7 separate regions of the Mus musculus genome follow, and all the other regions are linked to region 5. Evidence: chromatin contacts called from public Hi-C, HiCAR-type, Micro-C and promoter capture Hi-C data. All regions are on one chromosome and are shown on one strand. The core of a region is the stretch at or near the end of the contact, and the rest is flanking DNA. Distances in the headings are between cores, read along the strand shown.

Region 1 (3,788 bases), core at 989-3,488, 1.3 Mb after region 5:
ATCCACACCTCAACCCTATTCCACCTCCACCTAGAATGAACTTGGCCAAGTTTTGAACACTTGCAAATTTTTCTGGGACTTCAACATTTTATAAATGGACAAAGCCGGACTGCCAAAATTAACTCCAACAAAAAGAGCAATGATACCCTGCAGTAAACAATAGTTTTACTCCCAAATTCTATGAAACAACAGAAAGTCCAATAAGAAACAGGAAACCTTTTCTTAAGAAATTAACCATTTCTCAGAAAGCAAGGCACTCAGGTCAAGCACTAACATATGCCACCAAATACAAAGGCTATAAAAGTGAGCACGGAGGATTAGGATTTTAAAAGTCATAAGCTTTAAAACTCTAAAGACAAAAATGCAAAGAAAAGCAACACAACAACCCTGTATGATGCTAAATCTACAATTTCCAAACAGCTCTAAAAAAAAAAAAAATGCAGAATTCAGGTAGTGTGACCCCAGGAATGGCATGGGCACCTTCGGAACTGAGTCTCTCCAGGACACTGACACTAACTGAAAACCTTTCCTATCTGCACAGTCAGCCCCGTGACTTGGCTCCCTCTAGGGGCTCTCTGCTGTCCCCCAAAGCTCCTGTAGCCCAGAAACAGGGCTTGATGGCAAAGATCTCAGTCCATTATGGCCAATTGAGCCCGGTACGGAAAGTACCATCTTGAGACTCTTCAAGGGAGGGGTGACTGATTGGGAGGATTTTTAGAAAAGATTTAATTACCTACACTGCAAATTACACTGTGTTGAATCTGATCCTCCAGTAGAAGAATCATCAAAGCGTGTCCAGTCTTCTTAAATGGAGTATTGGCCGTGTGTACTTTTGAGGTTTAGGGGTAGCTCCCCATGGAAATATATACGATCACAAGAACCATTAACATGACCACTAGAGGATAAAGCACAAACCACTTCCCAAACTGCTAGCGCAGTTGTCCGGAGCCCTGATTCCTGGGTTTATCAGCACCCCACCCCCACCCCCACCCTGCAGTGGGCTGACATTCCCGATTGCCTCCAGCAAAGAACAGGTTTTTGGGTTTAAAAAACAAAACAGGAAAGGTGCCGGTTTTCTGTGCCTCCAAGGTACGATCACAACCCCTGGCAACCACAGATTAAAGACTTTTAAAGAAGAAAGAAAAACTACCTACACCCCCACACACATACACATACACACACACACACACACACACATACACATCCCAAAACTGGGCAGAAACGCAGAGATCACCACATATTTAATATACTTCCCTGGGACAAAACGTGTCTCATGAAAAATGGCTGAGCACCAATCTACAGTTAGGTATCTAAGTGTTCGTCCCTGCTGTCAGCGGGTTGGAGGGATTTTTTTTTTTTTTCTCCTTAACGCAAGGCTTTGATGTGTTGGCAGAGCTGACCTGACAAGCTGGAGTAGGCTAGGAAACGTGTCCTGCATATTTCCTTCTGTGCCTCCAAAGATTAGGACCAGAACTGACTGCGATTAAACCCTACCTAGGATCCAAGGGCTTGAGCCCTTGATGCTGTTCGATGCTGGGAAAGTAGTGGTTCCGCAACCCCGGGCAGCTCGGCGATGCTGAAATGAGCAACCCAGCCCCTAGCTGGTCTCCGCCGCCCACCACCGGGCCGCAGCGGCCTCGCACGCCAAGCCCCCGACCCTTAAAGTTGAGCCTCCTATGATTGCCCTCTGCAAGTTTCCAGGGTGCAGGACGCAGCCAACTTTGCAAGCCGCCTCTGGGCGACTCGCTTCCCCGGAGGGGCTGGCCACCGGGGAGGCAGGGCGGCTACGGTTCAGACAAAATGCAGAAGCCTTCCAACCGCCACTTTTCCTTTTCCAGAGGGGAAGCTCTCCCTCCAGGCGAGCATCCGATTTCCATCTGGAGAGGGAGAGGGCCGACCGCGCATTCCCCTCGCCCACAAAAGTGGCCTCTAAAGTCGCTCGCCAAGGACACCGGGAAGGAGGCGACCCCGGGCAGGGCCAACTTTCGGGAGGCGAGGTGAGGGCGCGAGGGTGACAGCGGCGCCGCGGGGGGCGCGGGCCGGGAAAGTTGTACTTACTGCGCTCGCAGCCCGTCCTCGTAGTCCCGGTGCACGGCCCTCGGCGGAGGCCCGGCCCGCCCAGGCTGAGGCGGCGGCTGAGACGGCCGCGGCCGGCGGCGGCGGAGGGCGAGCGGCGGGCCGGGGCTGAGGAGGCCGGGCCGCAGGGCGGCGCGCGGAGGGCTGAGCCGGCAGAGAGACGCGCGGGGAGGGCGCACGCCGGCCTGGCCCGGCAGGGAGGGCGGTGCGCAGCGGCGCAGAGGAGGAAGGGCGGAGGAAGGAGGGCGGGACCGATAGGGCCGCGGAGCCCCGCACAGGGGCGGGATGAGGGCCGCCGCGAGAGCGAGCCAGCCGGGGAGGCCGCGCCGGGGCAGGGAGGACGAGGTCTGGGAAGTGTGGTGGGGGGCCGAGGAGGCGGGGCGGAGGGCCTGGGCGGGTGGGGCGGAGGCCGAGGAGGCGGGGCCAAGGGCCAGGGAGGGAGGGGCGGAGGGCCAAAGAGGCAGGGCGAACGGCCCGGGAGGGCGGAGCGGAGGCCTAGGAGGCGGAGCCAAGGGCCAGGGAGGGAGGGGCGGAGGGCCGAGGAGGCGGGGCCGAGGGCCGTGATTGCAGGTGGGCAAGGGAGAGCAGGGTGCAGAGCTGGAGAGAGCTGGATGCAGGGCTGAGAGGGGGGCGGGCCGAGGGCCAGGGAGGAGGGCCAAGAGCCAGAGGCTCCGCCCCTTTTCTGGTCGCGGCGCTGGAGAGAGGAGCAGTGTTATACCCCTCACCAGCTCGGGTTACAGCGGCGGCCCCGCCTGCAGACAAGGTTCGGGACAGCGCGGTGCGGCTTTGTGGGAGGCGCTGAGGCCGGTGGGCCGGAGCCTGGCTGAGGTTAAACATTTCCTCCAGTCGCTCGCAGGCTTGGGGTCGCCAGGCCAGTGAGACCTTGCAGCTGACCGCTCTGCGTCTGCTGACAGGAAAGAAGGGAGAAACGGCCCAGCCTTTCCAAGGACTGGTTTGAATGGCTTTTCCTGTAGAATAACTGTGAATTGATGTCCACCGCAGCAACCAGTGATGACCGTTGCAAGTGAGGAGAGATTAAAAAAAAAAAAAAATGAAGTGAATGAATCGAATGTAACAAAGGTTTTAAAAGAGTTGGGATCACTGGAAAGAGGATTGTCACAAGTTCGAGGTCAGTATATGTTACCCTAGCAACAAGCAGTATCAGACCTCAAAGAGTGAATCATATATTATTACACACACACACACACACAGAGAGAGAGAGAGAGAGAGAGAGAGAGAGAGAGAGAGAGAGAGAGGCAGGAATTTTGCCAGAAATTCAAGAACAGCCTGGGCTACATTCTTTGGTTCCAGGGCATCCTGGGCTACAGAATGGGACTGTCAAAAAAGAGAAAGAAGTCTAAGTCGAGCATTCTCCAAGGCATAGTTTGGATTGCTTTTCCTGAGTAGCTGTGATTCAGCAACAGCACCCCCACCTCCCTGAGCAGCAGGCCATGATAGAGGCAACAGACAACGAGGGGAAAAAAGGCAAATGAATCAGAGGTGAGTAACAAAAGTTTAGAAAGAACTGGGCTCAGATTCAAAAAATGCACCCACACACCTTTAAAAATAGCTTTTAATCAGCAAAGGACATCGGAACATTGACCTGGAAGTGCAAATTCATATGTTGTTTCACTATTTTTCTGTCATGCAGTGCCTGAAGTGGACAAAATTCAGTCTTTGGGCTAGAAATGCTCACACATGCCCGAAGCTCA
Region 2 (3,807 bases), core at 1,143-3,642, 1.9 Mb after region 5:
CCTGTCACTAATACTGACAATTGTGACTGGTGTTGCGTTTAGTGTCCAAGTGTACAGATCCTAGTTGATTCTGCTTGCTTCCTCTTGGGAAGAGTAGTGAGTGTCCACTGAGGTTTGCTAGGGTTGACTCATAGTCACTCATGGGCTCCAGCTTCCAGAGTCTTACTGCCATAACCATCTCTCTCTTTTCTCTTTTAATTTCATGGTTTGTTTTCTTTCCCTGAAGATTTAGTGTAATACTGAAAGGTAATTTAACAGGTGTGTTTAACTAATAATATTAACAGTGGGAGTAGGGAGAGAGGGGAGGAGTAATATAATACCAGGATGGTATACCTTGTTGAAGAATGACTTAAAACTATGTGGCTTGAAATTATTATATAGATAAAACTTGGCATTTGTAACTTGTGAAAGCTTTTAGAGACCTGCCTTAGTTCTCCTTCCCAATTGCTTTTCCCACAGAGTATGAGTAATAAAAGATTCGCCTACCCCTGCCCCATGCACTTTGATGGTAATTTATGATACAGTTGATTTTCAGGAATTTTTAGTTTATTTTTGCTGCTGGGAAAAACCTTTAGTTTGCAAACTAGAAAACAACTTAATTGCTGCAGAGACCTGCATGGAGTCCTGGAAGTTATCAAAGTTGGATGAGTGCATGGCTCAAAGTCACGGGCTATTCCAGGAACATGGATATGTGCAAGGAGGAGCTGTAAGTCCTTTCTCCCTGGGGACTTTGAGTAAAGGAATGATGGCGTTGTCATTTTAGTAGGACACTATTATTTCTAATAGGGGCTTGATGCCCAATGATGTTATTCTGCCCCATGATGTTCAAGTGACCAAAAAAAAAAAAAAAAAAGCTGAAGGAAATGGAGACGGCAGTGTATTGTTTCAGTGGTCTAGTGAACTAGACTCAGTATTCCTTCAGACTGTACTGGAAAACTGTCCTGTCAGATTTCCCCATACCAGAGGTTGTGCGACCATACGCCTTTAGATGGTACAGGTACATGACAGGAGAGAGGGGCTAGTACAACCCGTGTCAAGATGAAGAGATGCCAGAAAGCAGCCCTCTTATTACTCACAAATCCTGCCCAGGGACTAGAGGACATCAAAACTCAAAAAAGCATGCACAGAGTCTTGAACCATGGGATCTAACACATCTCTACTATTAGTTTTCCTCTTAGGAGAGAAGTTGATAATGACACAGTGATTTTGAGTAAGGCCATTTCTCCTGAGTCACCATGTTAATTACTGTACTTCCACACCACTTCCTAGTTTAGTCTGAGGTTTTCTGTCACTAAACACTAGTAGTTGCTTTGTTGAATAATTCAAAACAAAGGCTACCTTCCATACCTCAACAGCTAAGATAAAACAAATTTGAATTTATATGCAGTAGGTGTTAAGTTTTTATCTCATTACCAAGGTTCGGAGGGCAGTAAGGTCTTAAGTGTTGTGCAACCAATGACCTTAACCCACAAAAACTAGCTGTCAGTCCTACTGAACAGAACATTTAGTTTATGTAAGGGACAGAGCATTAGTACTCTATCTTGGGTTAGACGGGCCGTAAGCTGGGGTTGGGTTAAAGAACTGTCTCCATTCCTCTACGTCTCAAGTGCCTTTTCTTATGGAGAAGGGCTGAAATTCTGCAGGCTGCCACAACAGTACAGCGCTCCGTGACCTTGGGACAACAATGGCTTACTGGTTCTTAGAAGTCACGTTAAACTAGTGTGTGAGCAGCTCTTGAGAAGGGCGAATGCTTTGCATAGAAACTAAACTCCCACGATCAGTGAAGAATCTGTACTACTTTAATATCAAGGTAGCGACCCTCTTGGAGCTCGCCTTTGTGGCCAGATGACTCCCTGGGGGACCCGCCCGGAACCTATGGCTTCACCTAGTCGTGAGCTGGCGCCATTCCCCAGATCCCCCGGGAAGGGCTCGTCCAGACGCAAAAGAAGCGAGGAAGAAACCTTTTTACAAGGCTGGCCGTGGCGGGCCTCGGCTATAACCCCAGCTCTCAGGAGGAAGCTGAGGGATGCCCGCGAGTTCCAGGTCAGCCTGCGTTTCAGTGTGAGACGCAGCTCTCCCCACGCCCGGAAGCCCTCGCCTAAGGCATACTTCACCACCAGCAGGTCTGGGGTCCAGACGACAGCTTGCTCAGACCGCCTCACTCCAGCGCTTTGCGGCACCACGGCCGTAAATGCTCCGACCGTCTGCCGGAAGTGGGCGGAGCTGAGAGGCGGGGGTGGGCTCAGGGCGGGACTACAGGCAGCAGTGTATGGGACTCGAGGCCGCTTTCTTTGCTGGGGCGGGGCATCAGGCGGAAATGGGCGGGATTAGGTAAAAGCCGCGATGTGGGCGTACCTTATGTGGGAAGTGTGGCTTGTGTAACCAGTCTACGACTTGGGCAGTACTCACCGGAAGACTACAGTGCGATTGCGCAGGTTGTCCTTCGCAAAACACTGGGAGTTGTGAGTGGGCGTGGCCTGTCGTCTTGACAACCGTGAGCGTTCCTGCTCTGCAGAGTTCACTTATCCCTAAGCAAAGTTCCTGCTTCTGTCATGGTAAGCCAGGAAAGTGAGGGAGACAGGAAAGGGGCAAGTGCGGATTCCACTTCAGCGCTGTCGAGGGAGGGCAGGCAGACAGGGGCAGTGCGATCCAGAGGTGGCGAGATCCAGATCTTTGCAGTGACTAAACTTTACTAGCTTCCGGTGATGTACATTCCCACTTTGGCTCTGACTGCCTTGTCAGAAAAGTTTTCATTCCAACGCAGAACAATATGGAGCAAATTTCGTGTGTTGTTTCCCATTCTCCATCAAGAGATCATCAATTATCACACTCGTTGAGGGGAGATTCAGAGTGCATTATTTGTGTTTGCTGGCTGGAAGCCAGAGACACACAAAGGAGAATATTACAGCCCTCCGGCTCTGTCAGTTAAGCAGAATATCAGACACAAGCTTTACCAAGGTAACAGCTGGTGTATCTAAAGCGGAGTAATCAAGCTATTAAGGGTAGGAGAGAAGAAAAGATTGGTGCTTTTCAGTCTCTTTTAAGATATAAGTATGTATTTTCTGTAAGTGGTGGGAAGAAATGGGTAGTGAAGGCCTCCCCTGGCAAGACCCCCAATGGGTCATCAGCCAAGTTAAGACTGCTGGCAAATTACAAGAACAAGCACGTATTTGCTACATCGAAAGGTGGATTTAATTTCTTTTTCCTATCTACATAGCACTGTTTCTCAAAGACTTCCAAGCCATTTGGGGGAATATTTAAAATGTAGATTCCAGGAGGTTGCAGCTTCAAACCTAACTGTATCATGGGGCTTCCAGGAAACAAAGTACCATAAACATGTTTGCTTAAACAGTAGAAACTGCTTACCTCACCATTCTGGAGACTGAACATCTGGGGTCAGGGTGTCAGCATGGGGGCAGGGATTTATTCAGATCTCTCTTCTACTTCTAAATAGTTCTTTAGTGTGTAGCAGTGTAAACTCATTTTTTTCATACGATGCTTATTTTCTTCATGAGGGTCTGTATCCAAGATTCCTCTTTGTAACCTGTACCAGCCATATTGAGCCAGAGGCCTGTCCAGTTCCAGTATCAGCTCTTCTTAATTGGGTGAAATAATTACAGACCCTTTTCATAAGCAGGTCAAACGCTAACACACAAGAAGTTAAGATTTTAGTATATGAATTTGAAAATGCATAATTCAACCCCACAATCTAAGGAAGTATACAATTCAGGAAGGGAAGCAACTATACTGTAAGTCCAAGAGGACAAATTTCTCAAAAAGCTTGTCAGGAAGTCCTTTGCCACTTGA
Region 3 (3,673 bases), core at 973-3,472, 2.0 Mb after region 5:
AATGTGACTAACCACTTCCTTATTCTCTGTTGTGGGCATTGGCCTGCTCATCTGGAAAACCAATCCCATCTTCCCACAGCTGGCACATGAATTTGAGATGGGTCAGAACAGTTGCTAATTTATTCACCTAGCTCAAGAGTTTCAGAACAGCTGAGGACATTTGAATACCTTTCTTTCCGACTCATAATTCAAGTGTCTGACTCAGAACTCGAGAGGCCTGGGTGGCGGTGGGGGATGTGTATGTGTGTGTGTGTGTGGCTACTATCCTCACTCTTTGCTGTCCCAAGTCGACCTGCTATGTAGAGCATTGTGAAAATGTGAACTGCTCTCTTTGCCCAAAAGTTGATTTTCACAGGTGTTGAGAGAGACCTTCATGTAAAGACATGGTCTTGAGCAAAAACCCATAGGTGTGCCTTCTCTGGGCAGGCAAAATACACCCATCTACATGTGTTCCATGAATTCTGGTAGCTCGAGAGCAGGTGCATTGAGGAAGGAAGTCCACACATGAAAAAAAAAAAAAAAAAAAAAGCGCTTCTAATACCATTCCAACCAATTGTCTCTGGAGGCTGGGCTGGAGGACCATAACCAGCAAGGAACCCCACAATGGCCTTTGGGATGTGTCATAACTGTAGACACTCCTGCTCAGATGCCACAGGGAACCCTTGAGAAGGGGGACCCAAATTCTTACTTGCTCACAAAACACTGAGATGTAATATCAATTTCATCAAAAGACAGATGTAAGTGGCCGGTGGGTTAGTGCTCTGAGCATGGGCTCTGAAGCACCAAACTGGGCGCAGCTGCTTATCGGTGCCTCCACAGGGTAGCTCTTCTCACAAGAGACCCTTCTCCAAAGCCTCCTGAGCAATGACAACACTGTACCCTCCCTGATTTAAAGAACAGTTTTTATTGCTTTCTGAAACATTGAAAACCAGTGAGCTGTACAAACCAAGACAGTAACAATAAAATATTGAACAATGTTGCTATTCTAAAAGGAAGCAATTCCTTAAACGCCTCAGCCACTTCCTCAGGCCAACAGTGAAAAAGGTACAGAAATTCACAATAAACCCAGACCAAGCACCATTTGGGTCACGAGATAAATGAACTCTTATGTCTGGAAAAAAAAAATCTGTCCCACTAAATTAAGAAGTTCACTGAACAAAAGCAGCTGTCCGGTAAACGGCGAGGCACGCAAGCTTTACAATTTCCATTTCATCTTTGTAGAATAAAGCAGGTTTATAAATAGCCTGACATTTGTAATTTGACACTTGTCTTCTCACATTATTCTTGGTAAATGCTCATAATAGGCCTTTGGCTGGCACACAAAATTCTAAATACCCGTTTCAAAGGTAAAGTATATTTGAGCAGAGGAACGCACACAGTTTAACCCCAGCACTCTGGAGGCAGAAGCAGGTAGATCTCTGTGAGTTTGAGGTGAGCATAGTCTACAGAGAGTTTTAGGTCAGTCAGAACTACACAGTGAGACCCTGTCTCAAAAACAAAACTAAAGTGTGCATATATATCCATACATACACACACACATTTATATTAAGAACACATTAAAAATTTTAAAGCAAGTTTACATGTGTTTAATATTGATACACACTCTTGCACACAAGGGTAAGTTGCCTCTGAGCTAAGTAAGCCCCAGCTCTGTTTCATTTTAAACGGAAAGATAGCCATAGACAAATCTAGCAACAGCCTGGGGTGCGGGGAGCAGGGGAGGGGTCTATGGCCCTGGCCAGAGGCTGAGATCCCGGGAGCGAGAGCGAGCGATGCTAGCTAACCCTTCCACTGGCTAACCCAGCAGCTGGGATCCAGGAAAGCGGCAGAGGCTCTTCCTCCTCATCCTGGGCGACATGAACCAGAGTAGAATGAGCTACTTACACTGAACGCCCCTGGTCTTCAGCTCCTGAGTCTGAGTAGTGCTGGGGACTGTGATCTCCTTCTGGAATCGCTTCCTCTAGTTCTTGTAGCAGAGGCTTGCCTCATGCGCAGGCCCCATCCTGATCCCCCTGACCCATATGCACAGGTCAGCCTGGGTTTGAGCCGCGGGAAGGGCGCTGGATGCTTGTTCTTAGGCACAGGAAACTGGAAATATGCTTTTCTTCTCAGGGAAATGATAAGCGTAGGCTCAACTTCTGCAATTCTGTTTGCACGGGCGGGCGCAGCAGGCCCAGATCCTTCCACCCAGAGAGTCCCTAGAAGCAACTTAAGCTTTCTGTACTCCCCTCTTTCACCAGAAGGCTGTTAACACCGCCTCCTCTGCACCCCTGCACCCCTGCACCCTTGCGCCCTGCACTTCCTCTGCGCAGGCTAAAGGCCAGCCTCCTGGGACAATTGAATAGTTCCTTTTTTCCCCCTCCTCCATTTTTGCTTCACATTTTAAGGACATCTGAGGTGATATCCCTGAGTTTCATATTGCCAAGGCCTCCGGACCCCTGGCTCTATGTGCTCTCTGGCTATGGACCTTCTTCCTAGTGGGCACATCTTGCAGCCGCTTAGCAATGTCTAATGGTTTCTGAATGAAGTCGAAATTTTAAAAAAAGAAAGGGGGGGAGGGGGTGTGTGGAGGGAACGACAGAAACACCCTGAGCTTTCAGTGACACTTCAGTCACAAGTCACTCTGAGAAACTGTGAGGAACTCAAACTTCTTTAGAGAGGACCTGAAAAAATGAAAGCATTTAGAAATACAGGCTCTTGAGTAAAGCAACCCCAGAGCTCACAATCAACTCCACAGCTTCCTCGGGCTGTTTCGGATGAGCACGTGGCATGACTGGCTCCCCACGAGCTCGCTGTGACACCTGCGGCACACAAGTAGGATGTTCTACATTGGGAGCAGGGTGACAAGTTTAGTTTTTACACACCAACACGAGCTATTTAGAGGAAAGTGGGTGCGGAGGGAAATGCGTCTTTGTTTCGTTAACCTTTCTCCTTTGGACTGTCAATCATAGGAAACGGGCAGAGCTTTAGTACCGGAAGTATCTCCCCCAACACAGCTGGAAACTCACTGGATATTCCCACTGTGAACTCAGAGGTCATTCTCTACCTCTTATCTCCCACCACAAATGTCCTTGAGCCTTTAGCACTTCTCATTTGGCTCCCACTCTCCGCTAGCCAGCAAGACTAATCTGTGGCGTACTGATGACTCAGTGGTTACCAGGAACTGCTTGAGTACAAACCTTAACCCACTGGGCCCACCCATTTTGAATTAGGATCAAAGTGGGGGGGGGGGGTAGAGGGAAGACAGCCATCAGTCCCAGGCTCCTTGCAGTTAAAGCCTAACTGTGTGCCTGCATAAAACAGCACTGCTTATAACATCAGAAGCAAGAAGGACCACGGCCCTTTCAGCATCGTTTTGTATATAGAGGCATTCCCCAAAGCTGCTTGCGCGACCGCCTACAGTCGCTTATGCTCTGTAATGGCGCTAAAACAATATGAACAATGTATATTGAAATCTACACTCTTAAATATTTATAGTTCTTACTAAAAGAGGTAATGCTCTTTTGAGATAGGATCTCATATACCCCAGGCTGGTCTCTAATTTTCTATGTAGCTGAGAACTTCTGGTCCTCCTTCCTCTACCTCCCTAGAGTTGGAATTACACACATCCACCACCTAGAGCAGCTTGTGCTCTCATGCTAATTTATGTTACCCAAAAACCTGTTTGCAGTGT
Region 4 (3,425 bases), core at 819-3,318, 1.2 Mb after region 5:
GGGGGTGAGGGGGCAGGGGTGCCAGGGAGGAGAAAATGTTATGAGGGAAGGCTGAAGGGCTACATCCAGAGCCTTTTCAGAGTGCTGAGTTTATAAGTTCACCTCTGGCCCTCCCCTTGAGCCTCATGGTTCCCCCTCAACTCCCCACCATCCCCATTTGGCTTCAGTTAAAAGCTGGCCCCAGTTAGCCCAGGAGTTCCTCTGACCAGATGTTGGCCCGAGACCCTCTGTATACTGACAAGGCCAAGATGCAGTGACCCAGGCTTATATATTCCTATCCCATAATTTTAAAAGGGGGATTGACCCTAAAGTATGTTTGGAGACCACGAACTTTCAGAAATCCAGTAGACAGAGGGCTGTTATTGCTGCTATTTTTTATTTTATTCACCTTAGCCTGCTGCTACCTAACCTGGCCAGTTAAGAACTGGAGGAAGCCAGGATGCTTTACTGTACTAATAAACTGTTGAGAGCTCTAACTTGCCTCAGAATCAGAAAGATAACCACTTAGAGACAAGAGAGGGAGTAAGGGCTTAGAATAAAAATCCAAATCTGCATTTAAAAAAAATCACTTTCACTGTTATCATTAATTAATCGCCTGCTGCAAAACAAGCCCTGTCGTCCTACTCGAGGAACCAGGGAGGGTGCTGGAAAGGAACTCATCCCGGCAGCTCCGCCCAGGACTTGGGCTCCAGCGCCGCGCGGCTAGGCGGGGAGGAGGCTCCCGGCACGTGACCCGCTCCAGCCGCCCTGGCCCGCGACCCAGATCCGTCCCCGGAACCCAAGCGCCGCTGCCCTGGCCCTGCTGCGCTCCAGTGCGCGTGCATTTGGGGCCCAGGTTCCTTCTCGGTTCTCGTGCCGCTGGCGATAGCGAATGTCCGAGAGTGAACGTGATTGTCAATTCTGAGAAATTAGTGTAGGAGCAACCTGGGGTCTCCCTGCCCACGGGGATGGAATTCAGATTCTTATTTAGCTTGAGTTGTGGGGACACTGAGCACCTGGGGACGGCTGTCCCCAGCTGTGTGGACCGAGCTCCCGAGGACACGGGGCGCGCGCACGGCATCCCTGCGCGCTGATGTGGCAGCCGCCGCAGGTCGCATCACGTTGCCGGCCCTGTGCTGGTACCCGCTGGAGACAGGATTAAGGAGGGAGGCCGCGGAGGTGCCAGTAGTAAACGTGGGCTCGCCACACTCTCGGCGTGGCTTATCGCACGAGGGAGACGGGAGGCAGCACAGTGTCTCGCAGGCTGGGGCGGGCAGGACCCGGACTGCGTGGCTTTCCCGCAACAGTCCTTGCGTGCCTCCTGCCCTGTGCCACCCTTCCCCCTCCCTGCTCTCCCCCGGGAGCACCCGAGGCCCCAAACGTCATCTGCCTCTGTGTGATTAGTGTCACCGCAATTCCGGCTGCTGCGGGAAGTTTAGGTGGCCCGGGGACACTGTTGCCAGAACCACTTGGTATGCGACATTCTGAATCAGTGTCTACATTTTCACTGATCTTAAATCCGGGAAGCAAATTGCAAGTCACCCCCTTTTCAGGGTAGGTCTCCAGCCTGACCTAAAGGGTGTCTTTCTACCCGACCCTTCTTTCACCCCTGGCCAGTAAACAATGAGCAAAATCTCCGAATTTTCCTTCCCCGCTCAAGTTTAGCCACCACGAATTCGCGTTCTTTCTCTGGCCCAAACCAACAGCAATTGGTGGGAAAGCCAAAGGCCACGTCCTCGGTTCTGCACCGAGATGCTGGACGAGCCGGGGGAGCCCCTCGTCCCGCCCCGCCCCCGCGCCCTGCAGCGCCTCGGGGAAGACGAACGGCTCGCCGGGTGGCCGCTCCTTCCAGGTGGCCCCAATCAGGTGTCCCCGCCCCCTCCCGGCCCCTCCTCCCCGCCCCCCTCCGGGCTGGACCGCGGATGGTACGTTCCGCACGTGAGCTGGGTGCTGGTCTGGCCGGCGACGCGCGTGCCCTGTGGCCAAACACTGCCCGGAGTGAGAGCAAACTACCAGCGCAGTGCGTGTGTGCGCGCGGGTGTGCGCGCGCGGGTGTGCGAGAGGGCGAGCGAGCGAGCACGGGGCGGAGGGGCGGCCAACTGCTTCACACTTTCAATACTGCACTGAAGAGGGAGAGCGAGACAGCCTGGAGACGCACACATCCCCCCAAAATCTCTCCAGGCGACCGTCCCACAGATTACAGGACAGAAACCTCCAAATCGAAACGGACAGCCATTGAACATGGACGAAGGAATCCCTCATTTGCAAGAGAGACAGTTACTGGAACATAGGGATTTTATAGGGTAAGGTGTACGCACCGTTGCGAATATCTGTCTAGGCGTCGGTTTGGCTTTTTTTTTTTTAATCCCCTGCACAAAGTGATATGGAGCGGGTGAGGGCAGAGCCCCTCCCGGAATGGGGGCCTGATGCTGATTTCTGTTTTTGCAGACTGGACTATTCCTCTTTGTATATGTGTAAACCCAAAAGGAGCTTGAAGCGAGACGATACCAAGGTAAGTCTTAAGTTTCCCATAACCTGCCTGGATAGTTAATTAGGGCCATTGATTTCGCAAGGAAACTCTGCCCGCAAATATATTCCAGCCCTGAGCTTTCCTAACTGTGAATTTTAAGTGGCTTGCTGGATACTCCGGGGGATATTCAACACCGCACCTGAATTTAAATTGCATTTTAGAAGTCTAGAGGAGAGAGTTCTGGGCATTAGTTCATTACATAGTGTGTTTGGGGGTTGGGGTGGGAGGGTTCTATCCAGTAAGTGAATGAATGTTTAGCTCACTGCTGTATCTTTTCTCTGGCTCGTGTATGAAGGATACCTACAAGTTACCGCACAGATTAATAGAAAAGAAGAGACGAGACCGAATTAATGAATGCATTGCTCAGCTGAAAGATTTACTGCCCGAACATCTGAAATTGACAGTAAGATGCACATTTTCATTCTCCTGATGGACTCCGGGGTGTATTTACCTGATAAAATTCCCAGAGATAGGATAATAAATGTAAATATTAAGAGGCCTGCCTTCTAACTTGTGCTGTAACTAAGAGTTTCCCAGAGACTCAGAACAGGGGCTCCGGGCTAATGGCAGAGATCATTGACGACCTGACTGTGGGGAGCTGAGCAGCGCTTCCTTCCCAGTGGTGTGTGTGTGTGTGTGTGTGTGTGTGTGTGCCTGTCTTAAGTTGCTGGGCTGCGTGGAAATAAAAATGCGTGTTTTAAAGTAACCCCTGTCCCCCTTTGTCGCACCACTGCAGACACTGGGGCATTTGGAGAAAGCAGTAGTCTTGGAATTAACTTTAAAGCACTTGAAAGCGCTAACAGCCTTAACTGAGCAGCAGCATCAGAAGATAATTGCTTTACAGAATGGTAAGTGGGTCTGAGGAAGCCAGCCTGCCCTGATACAAAAGGGGGTAACGCTGGGGGCGCAACGCTAG
Region 5 (3,537 bases), core at 853-3,352:
CTAGGAGTTCAAGACCAGCCTGAGGAACATACCAAGATAAAGGAAAACCATCTGAACATATGCAGGAGGGTATATATATATATATATATATATATATATATATATATATATATATATATATATATATATATGCGCTAATGTATATATGCATAGGTGTATATGTAGGGTTTATATGTACATGCTAAAGCTACCCACAAGGGACTCAGGCATCCAGACCGGGGAGTCTGAGGCATCCCAGATAGACAACAGACTTGGAGAGACAAGGGTACGCCCATTCTGTAGCTGACCGCTCCAGGCTCAAGTTTTGGGTCAAAGATGATTGCCGTCTTAGAAGGAAATAAGAAACAAAAGTGAGGATGAAAAGAGAAGAGAATCCTCTCTGGCAAATCCCTTACACCATCCTAGGGAGAGGGGATGCACGCTCTCCTACCCAAGTGAGAAGGATCCAAAGTCACTGTCAGCAACAACAAAAATTTCTGAAGCCAGAATTACAAGTTACTGCTAGTGTCTCCGTAATTCGGGTCAGACAAGTTAAAGAAAAGCGAAGGAAAAACAACCGTTATCTTTCCCAATAGCCTTCTCTGCAAGCCGGTCTAAGGCAGAGAAACCATTCTTACCTGGGGCCTGCACCTGAAAGAAGACCACTAGGCTAGCTGACACAGTACTCGTCTTCTTCCTAGCAAGCCCTGGGCTCCCTGGGAACTCCGCCAGAGGCGACAGGCCAGCAGCACTAAGCAAGATGCCATCGCCTCTGGCCAGCAAACACCAGGGCAATGAATGAAGGGTGCAGACACCCCCTTTGCACTTACCGCTTCTGGTTCATGGAGGCCACCTGCAGCCACTCGTTGGTGATGGGATTGTAGGAGTGTGCGGCAGAGATCTCCTGGCTGGTGATCCTGTAACCACCCACGATGAAGAGGTAGTTGTCCAAAATGGCTGAGCCGTAGCCCCTGACGTTCACCAGGTCGGGGGGCAGGTTGTTGGCCAGGGGGAACCAGCGCTCCGTGGTCTCCTCGTACCTAAGCATGGACGGGGGTTCCCCCTGATACGGGTGCGGGGCAAGGGGTCCCCCGAGGAAGTCCCCCAGGGCCACCAGGACCGGGGTCCCGCGCATGCGGGCCTCCCTCAGCCTCTGCTTCAGGCTGCAGTCCCCGGGGGCCTGCGGCGGCGACAACAGTAGCGGGAATTGCGGCTGACACAGCACCTGGTGGAAGCGCAGCACCATGAAGCGCAGGCAGGCGTCCTGCAGGTCGGGCAGTCCGTACACCTGCGCCAGGCGGTACAGCTCCAGGCAGTTGCCCAGACGCACGTGCGACAGCAGCAAGCGCAGAAGCGCCGTGACCTGCAGAAAGGACGCGGCCTCCACCATCTCGGACAGCACACTAGCCTCGGCCAGCTCGTCCTCGCTCAGGCCCCAGCCCTCGCGCGCGCCGCCCGCGTTGATGAAGTCCAGCACCAGCCGCAGGCCCGGAGCGCTCAGGCCGCGCAGCTGCTGCACCTCCGGGCCCACCTCGGGCCGCACGGCCTCGCGCATGCCGGAGCGGTAGAGCGCGCGGAAGTAGTCGCTCTGTTCGATCAGCTTGCTCTTGCTCACCGGGTAGCAGCGGTCTTCCAGGCGGATCTGCACCATCTCCTCGGCCGACATGGCTGGGCCGCTGCGCCCCGCCGCTCGGCCGCTCAGGCTCCTCCCCCGGGCGCACAGCCTCCGCCGAGCCCGGCCTGCGCTCTCGCTTCCTTCCTTCCGCCGCCGCGGGCCGCGGGCCCCGGGCTCAGCCCCGCCGGTGCGTCACACGCCCTCCGAGTAAACGGCCTCTCTGATCTTTAATCCATGTGTCTATGTGGGTTCCTCCGCTACAATGCAGGTGCCAGGAAGCCAAAGGCGGCAGATCACCCTGCAGCCTGAGGTAAGGGCGGTTGTGAGCTGCCCTACGCGGAAACGGAGCTCCTGTCCTCCGCAGCAGGAGTGTGCACTCTTAACCACTGTGCATTTCTCCAGCACGGTGTTGTTAGGAAACAAACAAACGCGTCGGTTCGCGGTGCTCGCCCCCTACGCACAAGTCACCGTACTTGATCTTCTGGTGTTTCCCGCAGCCCCACAGTCCCTGTGTGAGTTTTCCTGGGCCAGTCAGTACTGCGAGGTTTTAGATCCGCGGGGTGGTTCCAGAGTGGACTAACGGATTACTAGGGCTAAGCAATTTATTAGAAGAGTTATTAACTCCATGGACAAGACAGACAGATAGGAAGGCAGGCAGTGGCATGGTTCAAACCCCAGCACCAAGACAGCAGAGTCTCTGAGCAGCAAAAAGGGCAGGTGGGTGGAGAGGATGCGGAGATGGGGATGCGGAGATGAAGATGCGTCAGAGCTGTCCCCTCTGGGTAGCACTTGCCCGCTCTCATCCCTATCTACCCCACCACCACCATCCCATCATAGCTGTTAGGAAAGAACATTTTCCTATGTTCCCTGGCGGGACGCTTGGTTAGAAGGCTGGATCCCAAAGGCTGTAATGAAGCGATAGTGTCTGCCCTGGTACCCATGGTGCCCTGCCTTGCATTCCCCAGCATTACTGTGTCCGTCGGCTGCTTCACAGAGAGAGGGCTGTCGGCCATTATATTCTGCAGAATACACACAAAGGTAAGGAACTATGAAGTACAGAAAACATTCTAGCAGGATCCGGCCTTCCCATGGGAAAGAGACACAACACATGGACCTGAGGCTTGCTATGCCTTACTTTCTTGGATACTCTGAGAAACTTGGAACACAGCCCCGTGATTGACAGGCCTGCAATCATTCCTGGCAGGCTTCCGTTCCCCATCTGTCACTCTCAGTGTTTGGGGTATGAGGAGGGTTTCAGGTGAGGGGCCAAGGATTTAGTAGATTCTACAGCAAGGCAAAATGCCACAGCTACCATTAGACATCAGGCTGGGGGCTTCTGGGAGGGCTGACTTAAAAAAGGCTGGACCTGGATCTGTCTGCGCCTCCATCAGCAAGGCAGGATTCAGTGAGTCACCAGAAGAACAGGCTCTTAGTCTCTGGCTCTTTAGAATCTTTACCAATGGAAGCTTTTGTTTCCAGACCAACTGGTATTCTCTTGCCTTTTAAAACAAACCAGAAAGCCAACCTTTGAGAATGATTCTCATTAGAGAGGCAATTCAACCCTGGTCACATTACCACAGTGAGGTCAGCTGGACTGCAATCTGAAGTGGTACCTGACAATACTGGGCACCGCTCCTGCAAGATTTTAACCCCTGGCCATACGATGGGGCATCTTAAAAGATCCAATAACTTCAGTAAACCACACAGTGTTCTAAAAAGCTGGGCATAAAGACAAATACATATAAACTTCTTTGTTACAAAGTATTTAAGCTATAGTAGTATCAAGGCTTCATGAACACGTTGTTTAATGTCATCATTGAGTGGATGAAGCTGTCATTGATCATTAAACACTGACAATTGGTGCTCAGGGTCACAGCCCTAAGGGGCTCACTGCTGTTGCTTTGCTAAATGGATATGCTATCAAGTTACCTTCTGAATACTTA
Region 6 (3,867 bases), core at 1,024-3,523, 1.2 Mb after region 5:
AACCTCTAACCAAACCACACCCATGCAAAATGAAGGATCTCCAAGACATTCCTGATGGTTGAGAGGTGAAATCTAACAGACATCCGATTCTACTTTCGTTTCTGTTGCTTCCTGACGAAAGCAACCCAGGGGAGAAAAAGTTCTGTTAGCTCACCCTTCTTTCAAAGAAGTCACGGTGGCACTTGAAACAGCTAGTTCCAGCTCATCCTCCGTCAAGAGGAGCAGGAACCAATGCGCATGCCTAGTGCTCAGCTACCGTGCTCTTTCTCTGCAGTCCAGGGCACAGAGTCAAGCATGGCTGCCACATCTTCCCTTAGCAGGTAAGGCAATCAATGAAGGAGAAAGAACCAGAGGGACGGAGGTAAACCAGGAAAGCAAAAGTAGATTCCCCAAAATGGCAGCTTCTGTTCAGAAAACATTTCAAAGAGAAATGGTTGAAAGGCATGGAGACAGGCATCTAGGGAGGAGGAGAGAGGGGCCCTATGAAACACCAACACCAGCTTCTATTTAGCAGACTTATTTTCCCTTTGCCTGTGGCTGCTGCTTGCTCTTCTGTCTTTCCCAGTTGTTCAATTCTTTGTTCATACTAGGGAACAAACTCACATGCAGCAGGCAGTCTCCACCACACCCCACACCCCTACAATCAAGACGGTACCTTACAGACACGCCCTCAAGCCAACCTGACCCAGACAGTCTCTCACTGAGACTCTAGGTTCTAGGTCATGATGCCCTAGAGGTAACAACCATCGCCCTTCCTCATGAACTTGTAACTTAACAAGATCTAAATTTTGAAGCTAAGAAGAGAACGTTGTGGGTGTCTAGGAATAAGGAGGAAGTTACCCCAGAAGAGAGGCATCTGTGCCCTTCAGGCTGCTCCGATTCTGCCTCAGCTGTATCTGTTGGGGGAGACAGGTGAGGTGAGAGCCGGGAGTGTGGTCTGAGAACCAGCTGCTCTGGTGTCTTATGAGCAGCAAAGAAGTGCAGCATTTCATTAATTGTGAAACCTGTTGAGTCACCGCCTGCACCTGGACGGATGATTTCGGTGCCTAGAAAAGCTTAAGCAGCACCAGTCTACAGCATTCTCAGGGACAGAAAACTCAGATGCAGTTCAGAAAAATTCCCAACAGTTAGAAATTTGGTTCAGTGAGCATTCTCAAACCGGGAAGTCCCTGAAGCAAGCCAGCCCAGAGGCACAGCCTGGTAGTCCCAGCTACTCTAGAGGCTGGGGCAGTGGCAGTCATGGGAAGACTTTGCCTGGACTATCCAAGAGTTTAAGGCCAGCCTGGGTACCAAGAGGTCTGGAAATGTGGGCCAGTGGTCCAGAGCCTGTGTGGTTTGTAGGATGTGCTAGGCCCACTGTAAATTTGCAGTACGATACACAGAAAAAAGGAGGGGAGGGACAGAGGGAGGGAGGAAGAAAGGGACAGGGAAAAAAGAGGAAGGAAGAAAGAGAGGAAGGGAGGATGGAGGGAGGGAAAAGAAGAGAATACTAGAGTCCTTTATAATTCCAGCTGCTTCTTGGGGCTTTGTTGTGACTTTTTACTGCACCCCCAGCTCTTAGCTCCAGTGCTCCCCAGCCCCCAGCCTCAGTACCCAGTACTTCCTGATACCCATCTCCTAGTGCTCCCCAGCCTCATTTCTCAGTGCTCCCCAGCTTCCATCTCCCAATGCTCCCCAGGCTCATCTCATAGTGCTCCCCAGTATCCAGTGCCCAGTGTTCTCCATTCCCCACCAGCCATCTCCCAGCCCCCAGTGCCTAATGCTCCCCAGCACTCAGCAGCCATCTCCCAGGGCCCAGGGCCCAATGCTCAGTCCCAGCACCTAGTCCCCAACCCAGTTCTCAGTTCCCAGCTCAGCCCACAGGCCCTGAGCCAAGACCCCTCAGAGGTCCTGGAGACCAAGGTCATTTGTAATCAGAGTTTTTGTAGGGCTTTTTTCTTTAATGATGTCACATAGCTTCCACCCTCAGAGAATCTATCTGAGCCTTGGTGGGCGCTCAAGGTCTCTAGATCTTGTCTAATGTTTCCTGAATGCAGTCAACAGAGAATCTCTGTATGGGGGTGGGGGGTGGGGGACCACAAAAAATGGATTCAGGAAAGAAGAAGCTGTTTTAAAGGTTAATTGTTGATTCTATTTATAAAGATAATCTCGTGTAGCCTTGGCTAGCTTCCAGCCTCCCTCCCTCCCTCCGTAGCTAAGGAAGTCTTCAGGCTTGCTGCTCTCCTCTAGGGCTGGGGTTAGAGGCTTGCACAACCACACCTGGTTTCAGTGGTGCTGGGGGATGAAGCCAGAGCCTTGTGCGTGCGTGCACGGTGCTAGCCACTGAACTGAATCTCCAGCTTCATGAGTCCATCTAAAAATACATAACTGCAGATGTTGTTGAAACTGTCCAATGACCAGGGTGCATGGGGCTACTGTCTGCACTGTGTGTTTCTGTTTGTGGTTGGGGCACTTGCTCACCCACCCTGTTATTAGCAGAGTTCCTCCTGTGCTTCTCTCCTAGATACAAAGTGTTGGTCCTCCTCTCTCTGTCCTCCGTCTCACAGCCCACAGTTGATAAACTTCCCATCAGTCAGGTGTCTCAGCCCTGAAAATGGATGGGCTAGCCTGCTCTCAAGCTGAAAACAGATGGGCTAGCCTGCTCTCAAACTGAATTTCTAAAAGGAGGTTTCAACAAGGGATGGGTGAGGGGAAACCTGGAGGCAGTGGGACAGCACTAGAGGAATCAGTGTGGACTGACATAGCTATGTCTTGGAAGGACCCTTTCTTGCTGCACCCTGGGTCTCGTCCTCCTGGGTGGCCACAAAGCAGTCGTGAAAGTCTACTCAGCAGAGAGCCAGGTCTGTCAGGTTCACCTCTTTGGGGTCCAGGACCTTGAGAACATGTTACAGCCTTGCTTTTTTTCTCCCGTGTGTCATGACACGTGCCTTAAATAGTTTGTTTAGCTTTCAGTCAAGGAAAGGAGGCTACCACCAGGTACTCTGACACAGAATTGATGTTAATGTTAAATTTCCTGAAGTTGATCAACTTGTTATGGGTGTGTTATGGGATATTAATGTATTTGGGGTCAATGGGTCAATGGTTATCAACTCACTTCCAAAGACTCAGTCAAAACTTTAACAGAAATAGTAATACTACCTCTCTCTCTCTCTCTCTCTCTCTCTCTCTCTCTCTCTCTCCCCACAGTGCATTGGGCTCTCCCAAACTAATAATAAATTTAAAAAAATGCCTTACAGGCATGCCTATAGGTAATCTGATGGAAGTATTTTTTCATTTAAGGTTCCCTCTTCCTTGATCTGGCTAGGTTTATGCAAATTGCTAAAAACAAAAAGCAAAACAAACTTAAACAACCTTTTGAGGGATTCCCTCCTGAAAGTTAAGAGTTGTGCTGTAAGATCGAGAATCGATAAATGGGACCTCATAAAGTTACAAAGCTTCTGCAAGGCAAAAGACACCGTCAATAAGACAAAAAGACCACCAACAGATTGGGAAAGGATCTTTACCTATCCTAAATCAGATAGGGGACTAATATCCAATATATATAAAGAACTCAAGAAGGTGGACTCCAGAAAATCAAATAACCCCATTTAAAAATGGGGCTCAGAGCTGAACAAAGAATTCTCACCTGAGTAATACCGAATGGCACAGAAGTGCCTGAAAAAATGTTCAACATCCTTAATCATCAGGGAAATGCAAATCAAAACCACCCTGAGATTCCACCTCTCACCAGTCAGAATGGCTAAGATCAAAAATTCAGGTGACAGCAGATGCTGGCGAGGATACGGAGAAAGAGGAACAGTCCTCCATTGTTGGTGGGATTGCAAGCTTGTACAACCACTCTGGAAATCAGTCTGGCGGTTCCTCAGA
Region 7 (3,825 bases), core at 642-3,141, 1.9 Mb before region 5:
GTGAGGACAACGCTCACCTTTACACCTTTCGCGTCCTGCCACGCCCCCGCGTCGCCTCCTTTTCCCCCGGGGGCTGGGGAGGGCGTTTGTTTACGTGACGTTGCGGAGTAGGCAGGACCCGCCCCCGTCCCCGCGGGCCGCCGCGTTTCCCGCGCCTCGCCGCTTCTCCCCTTAAAAGGACAATAGAGGCCGCGGGAACGCGCGCGGACGCCCTGCCCTCTCCCCGCCCAGCCCGCGGCGCGCACGCGCCCGTATGCAAATCAGCTCGATTCAAGAGAATTTGGTCCCGGGAGCCGCGCCTGCGCAGAGGGAAAGCGGAATCTATACCTCCGTTCGCGGTAGCAACTGAAGAACTGCTGGAGACAATCTTTCTGGACTCGGCGCTGGCGGAGGGAGTGCTTGCAGGAGGTTGGCCTGGTGCAGTTTGCACCGTGGGGACGCTGCTGCGCGTGGAAGGTGAGTGATTCTAGTCCGGACATCGGTGCAAAACTGTCTCCGAGGTTTTGTTTTCTGTGATTTTTTTTTTTTCTTTCCTCCCTTTACCTCCCCCGCCTCCTCCGTCCTTCCCATACACAAACACACAGGAAGTTTTGTCTTGGAGATGGCATTGCGGGGAGCGCTGCCCTCGTGCTCTCCGGACTCCAGATTCTTTTGTACAGAGGCGTTGGAGATGCGCTTCTTAATTGAGGAGGATATTTGAGGTAAACCGAAAGTCAGGGTGTGGGGAAAGTGAGTGCAGCGTGGAAACGAACGAGCTGCGGCGGACTTGCATCCACGCTGAAAGTGACAATGACTTTTCTAGGTCGTAGTGTTTCCTGCAGACCCGGAGAGCAGGGTCGGGGTCGCAGATCCCGTGTGGGCTCTGCTCTGGCCAGGGGCTTGGGCTCCGCGTGCACCCGCGTGTTGCGCTACCCCGGCGCTCGCGACGGTGTTTGCACGCGGGTGAACAACAAAGCCGGAGCTCGGAAACTAACTTGCCAGTTCCTGGAGCCGGCGGCCACACAGGCTGAAGGCAGCTGGTGAGGGCCAGCGCCGGGATGGCGCGACGCACGCGGCGTGGCGTTGTTGGAGAAGTCCGCAGGGACGCGGCTGCGACAATGAGCGCGCAGCACGCGGTCTTTGCACTCGGCCGGTGCCGAGTGGTCTCTGCAGCCCAAAGTTCGCTGTCCGTCTGGTCACCTGTAGCGTGGGTGCGGGCGACACGGGAGGGGTGGCCGTGGCCCGCGGCACCAAACAGTGCGGATGAAGGCGGCGGCGCGGTCCGCTGCTTGAGGCACCCAACTCTTTTTTTTTTTTTTTTTTTCCCTTTTTGTTGTGTGTGCTTCACCTGACAAGCCACGTGCTTAGGGCCGCGACCGTGCTACATCTCAGTGTCCAGCTCGGAGTGAGCCGCGGGCTGCGGTCGCCGTCGGGGCTGTCGGGAGCAGGACAATGTGATTTCCTGGTGATGGCGTCTTGCCAGTTTCCAAAGCACAGCGAAAGTCGCCAACTCGCAGCATATGCACGGCGGCGGGGACCTCTGGGCGTTTCTCATCCGGGACTCCGCAAAAGTTTGGCCCCAGGGACCAGTGGCTCAGGATACCCGAGCTCGCGTGGGTCCCCGGGCGCGGGTCCGGGTCGCCCCGACGTCGCCGATGCCGCCGGACAACAAAGGGCCGCGTGTGCCCGAGCGGCGCGGGCCGGGCGGGGCGCGGGGCGGCTTTTGTCCCTTAGGTCCTCTCGGAAACTTCAGCGGCGGCTCAGCGAGGCTGTGTCCGTGGGGGCGCCTCGGCCTGCGGGTCACCCATGCGGAGCGACGGAGCGCTGCTCGGCGGGACGCACGCGTGGCCGGGGCTCCGAGGCACGGGAGGCCGCGTCTGGGAGGTCCGTGCATCCGCCTTTGAAGTGGAACTGTTGCCATGTTTGAATTACGTCAGGCCGAGCGTGCGGAGCGGCCCGGGAGCAGAGGCGCGGCCTTCGGGCGGCGCCGGCGGGGCGCGGGCCGTTGTTCCAGCGCAGGTGAGGGCGGCGGATGGCGCGTGGTGCCCGGGGACCCCGGAGCGCTGGGCTCCCTCCAGGAGTGGAGCTCCGCGCCCTACCCAGGACCTCCGACTACACGCGGGGAAGTTTCGGGGCGCCGGCTCTTGCCCCTCTTGGAAGTGGAGACTGAGGAACTGGGGGTGCGTGCAGCCTTTGTGTGTTTACACGTGGGGCGACCGGCGAGGCGCAGGGCAGGTTGGGTTGGGCGGCTTTTAAGACGGAGCAGTTCTGGTAACCAGCACCCCAGTCCGCCTCTTGTTATTTTTCTTCTCACCTTTCCTTATTGCAGGTGAAGAATGACTACGAGCCAGACGTGCACCGTGTCCCCCCTCCCCCTCCATGTTAGGAGTTCGTTTCAAGTAGGCTCTTGGTCTTCTCTTAATGCTTTCTAAAGAAGGATCCGGCAACTTTTTTAGTGAGAGGTGGACGTAAAACTTGTTTCTAGCAGTGTCCGGAAAACATCTGCTTTTGAACTGAAGTTTGTCAGACTTGAAAATCATTTTAATGGTTTTTGTGCTGCAAAACTGAACGCGAAAGTCTGGGGTTCGTTTTTTGAGTCCCCGCAAAGCATAAATGCATTTAAAGTATTCTGAGGATGTTTTGTGTTTTGACCTTAAAGTATGCAGGACTCAGATAAATCTTAGATAACCTTGAGAACTGCTGCATCTGGGGAGTAGGGCCTTTCCGAGATAAAGGATGCTGGGAGAAGTTGCCAGTGTAGGGAGCCCTTGCTAGTTTCACAATTCCTGGGAACTGGGACTGACCTTCTACTTACCCTCTTACACTTTTTTCAAGCTAACTTTTTGGTATGTGGCTCCAGGCATAGCTCAAAAATTATGCTCGTTTGACACATGGATGCTTCTTTGGTATTTGGGGTTTGCTTGCAGTCTAGACATCCAGCCCAGCAACACCATATCTGTTGCGACTTTCACAATTAATCCTGTGTTTCAGTTAGCTTGTTTTCATCTAGATGTGGCCTTGACTGGGAAATAATAATTTTTGAAGTGAATAGAGAGTGTGTCAAGAAAATTAAAAACCTTGGATATTACAACCTTGGCTTTCCTTTGGGTGACTCCAGGGACATGTGAAAATAACATGAGGTACTTTGCAAACATTGTTTTGTTTTTAAGTAGACTACTTACTGCAAGACTTCAGCTTCCTAGGAAAGTCTATACACACATGTAGAACTAAATGATTCTGTTATTATCAAATGATGTTTCTAAGAGAGATTTGAATGAGTTAAGAGAGAAAGAAAAGCAAGGTCTTCACTGCCTTCTTTTATTTTTGTGGGTGGCTGGAGATTTTAAAGAACATCTGTGTGTGTGTATCTTCATATATGAGGCCAGGTGACTATTGGGGATAGTCACCTCAACCACATGAATTTAGGGATCAAATTCAGGTAGGTGGTCAGGCTTCATTGGCTGAGTCATCTTGCCAGCCCTGTTTTAAATGCCCACCCTCAAAACTTGCTATGCTTGTTTTGAACCCCATGATATAGCACCTGTTAGATAAGTGTTGTACCACTGAGCTGCCTCCACAGGTATAAAATGCCACCCCCCTCCCCAAGACAGGGGTTCCATTGTAGCCTTGGTTGTCCTACAAATCACTTTTTAGACCAGACTGGTCTTGAATTTGGAGATCCACCTGCCTCTGCCTCTGCCTTCCAAATGCTTGGGATTAAAGGCCCATGCCACTGCCAGCCAACTAAAATAAACTTTTAAATGGGAAAATATTTTTCTCTTGTTTTGATCTCTCTTTCTCTCTCTGAAGATTAATTAATGTGTGTTGGCATTTTGCCTTTATGTA

What was found. Promoter capture Hi-C pulls out the DNA fragments that hold promoters and counts their contacts. A called contact is a pair of places that touch in the nucleus more often than the background predicts. HiCAR-type assays count read pairs that join an accessible place to other places. Capture Hi-C pulls out chosen DNA fragments and counts their contacts.
Region 1: a contact with region 5 is called in a promoter capture Hi-C map of liver, with 2.9 times the contacts expected there. The contact joins the promoter of Rassf8 here to the promoter of Klhl42 in region 5. A contact is called at or near these places in 1 of 39 promoter capture datasets (liver) and 2 of 9 other capture datasets (adipose tissue and liver).
Region 2: a promoter capture Hi-C map of pre-B cells shows a contact between it and region 5, with 5 times the contacts expected there. The contact joins the promoter of Casc1 here to the promoter of Klhl42 in region 5. A contact is called at or near these places in 2 of 39 promoter capture datasets (neutrophils and pre-B cells).
Region 3: a promoter capture Hi-C map of pre-B cells shows a contact between it and region 5, with 2.6 times the contacts expected there. The contact joins the promoter of Lrmp here to the promoter of Klhl42 in region 5.
Region 4: a Micro-C map of embryonic stem cells shows a contact between it and region 5, with 6 times the contacts expected there. The contact joins the promoter of Bhlhe41 here to the promoter of Klhl42 in region 5.
Region 6: a contact with region 5 is called in a Hi-C map of pro-B cells, with 4 times the contacts expected there. The contact joins the enhancer-like site here to the promoter of Klhl42 in region 5.
Region 7: a contact with region 5 is called in a HiCAR-type map of astrocytes, with 5 times the contacts expected there. The contact joins the promoter of 3010003L21Rik here to the promoter of Klhl42 in region 5. A contact is called at or near these places in 8 of 39 promoter capture datasets (the 3T3-L1 cell line, 3T3-L1-derived adipocytes, the C10 cell line and 4 more), 1 of 484 Hi-C or Micro-C datasets (CD8 T cells), 7 of 115 datasets of contacts at active chromatin or transcription factors (astrocytes, embryonic stem cells, forebrain and 4 more) and 1 of 9 other capture datasets (adipose tissue).

Annotation. Positions count from the first base shown.
Region 1 is chr6:145,745,237-145,749,024 of GRCm38.p6, reverse strand. Rassf8 (Ras association (RalGDS/AF-6) domain family (N-terminal) member 8) reads right to left here and starts at 2,238. Exons shown (of 5, transcript NM_027760.3): 1 at 2,059-2,238. Gm15704 (a long non-coding RNA gene) reads left to right here and starts at 651. Exons shown (of 4, transcript XR_869590.3): 1 at 651-1,997; 2 at 2,991-3,205; 3 at 3,388-3,576.
Region 2 is chr6:145,209,555-145,213,361 of GRCm38.p6, reverse strand. It overlaps Casc1 (cancer susceptibility candidate 1), which reads left to right and starts at 2,392. Exons shown (of 16, transcript NM_177222.4): 1 at 2,392-2,555. The coding sequence starts at 2,553. It overlaps Etfrf1 (electron transfer flavoprotein regulatory factor 1), which reads right to left and starts at 2,215. Exons shown (of 3, transcript NM_133688.3): 1 at 2,110-2,215.
Region 3 is chr6:145,120,318-145,123,990 of GRCm38.p6, reverse strand. Lrmp (lymphoid-restricted membrane protein) reads right to left here and starts at 2,222. Exons shown (of 19, transcript NM_008511.4): 1 at 1,885-2,222.
Region 4 is chr6:145,864,063-145,867,487 of GRCm38.p6, reverse strand. It overlaps Bhlhe41 (basic helix-loop-helix family, member e41), which reads left to right and starts at 2,068. Exons shown (of 5, transcript NM_024469.2): 1 at 2,068-2,282; 2 at 2,428-2,491; 3 at 2,805-2,912; 4 at 3,246-3,357. The coding sequence starts at 2,221.
Region 5 is chr6:147,089,640-147,093,176 of GRCm38.p6, reverse strand. It overlaps Klhl42 (kelch-like 42), which reads right to left and starts at 2,102. Exons shown (of 3, transcript NM_001081237.1): 1 at 810-2,102. The coding sequence starts at 1,645.
Region 6 is chr6:145,844,232-145,848,098 of GRCm38.p6, reverse strand. No RefSeq gene overlaps it. Among named protein-coding and RNA genes, the nearest start is that of Gm38927, 3.8 kb to the right of the region's middle. Within about 2 kb of position 2,273, at least 34 of the 459 cell types and tissues checked have an H3K27ac peak or open chromatin away from gene starts, as enhancers often do. A contact at or near this core is called in pro-B cells, where this site is marked.
Region 7 is chr6:148,942,923-148,946,747 of GRCm38.p6, reverse strand. It overlaps 3010003L21Rik (RIKEN cDNA 3010003L21 gene), which reads right to left and starts at 1,891. Exons shown (of 2, transcript NR_144294.1): 1 at 328-1,891. It overlaps Sinhcaf (SIN3-HDAC complex associated factor), which reads left to right and starts at 278. Exons shown (of 6, transcript NM_019643.4): 1 at 278-456. RefSeq lists a cis regulatory region at 94-100 and an enhancer at 81-115.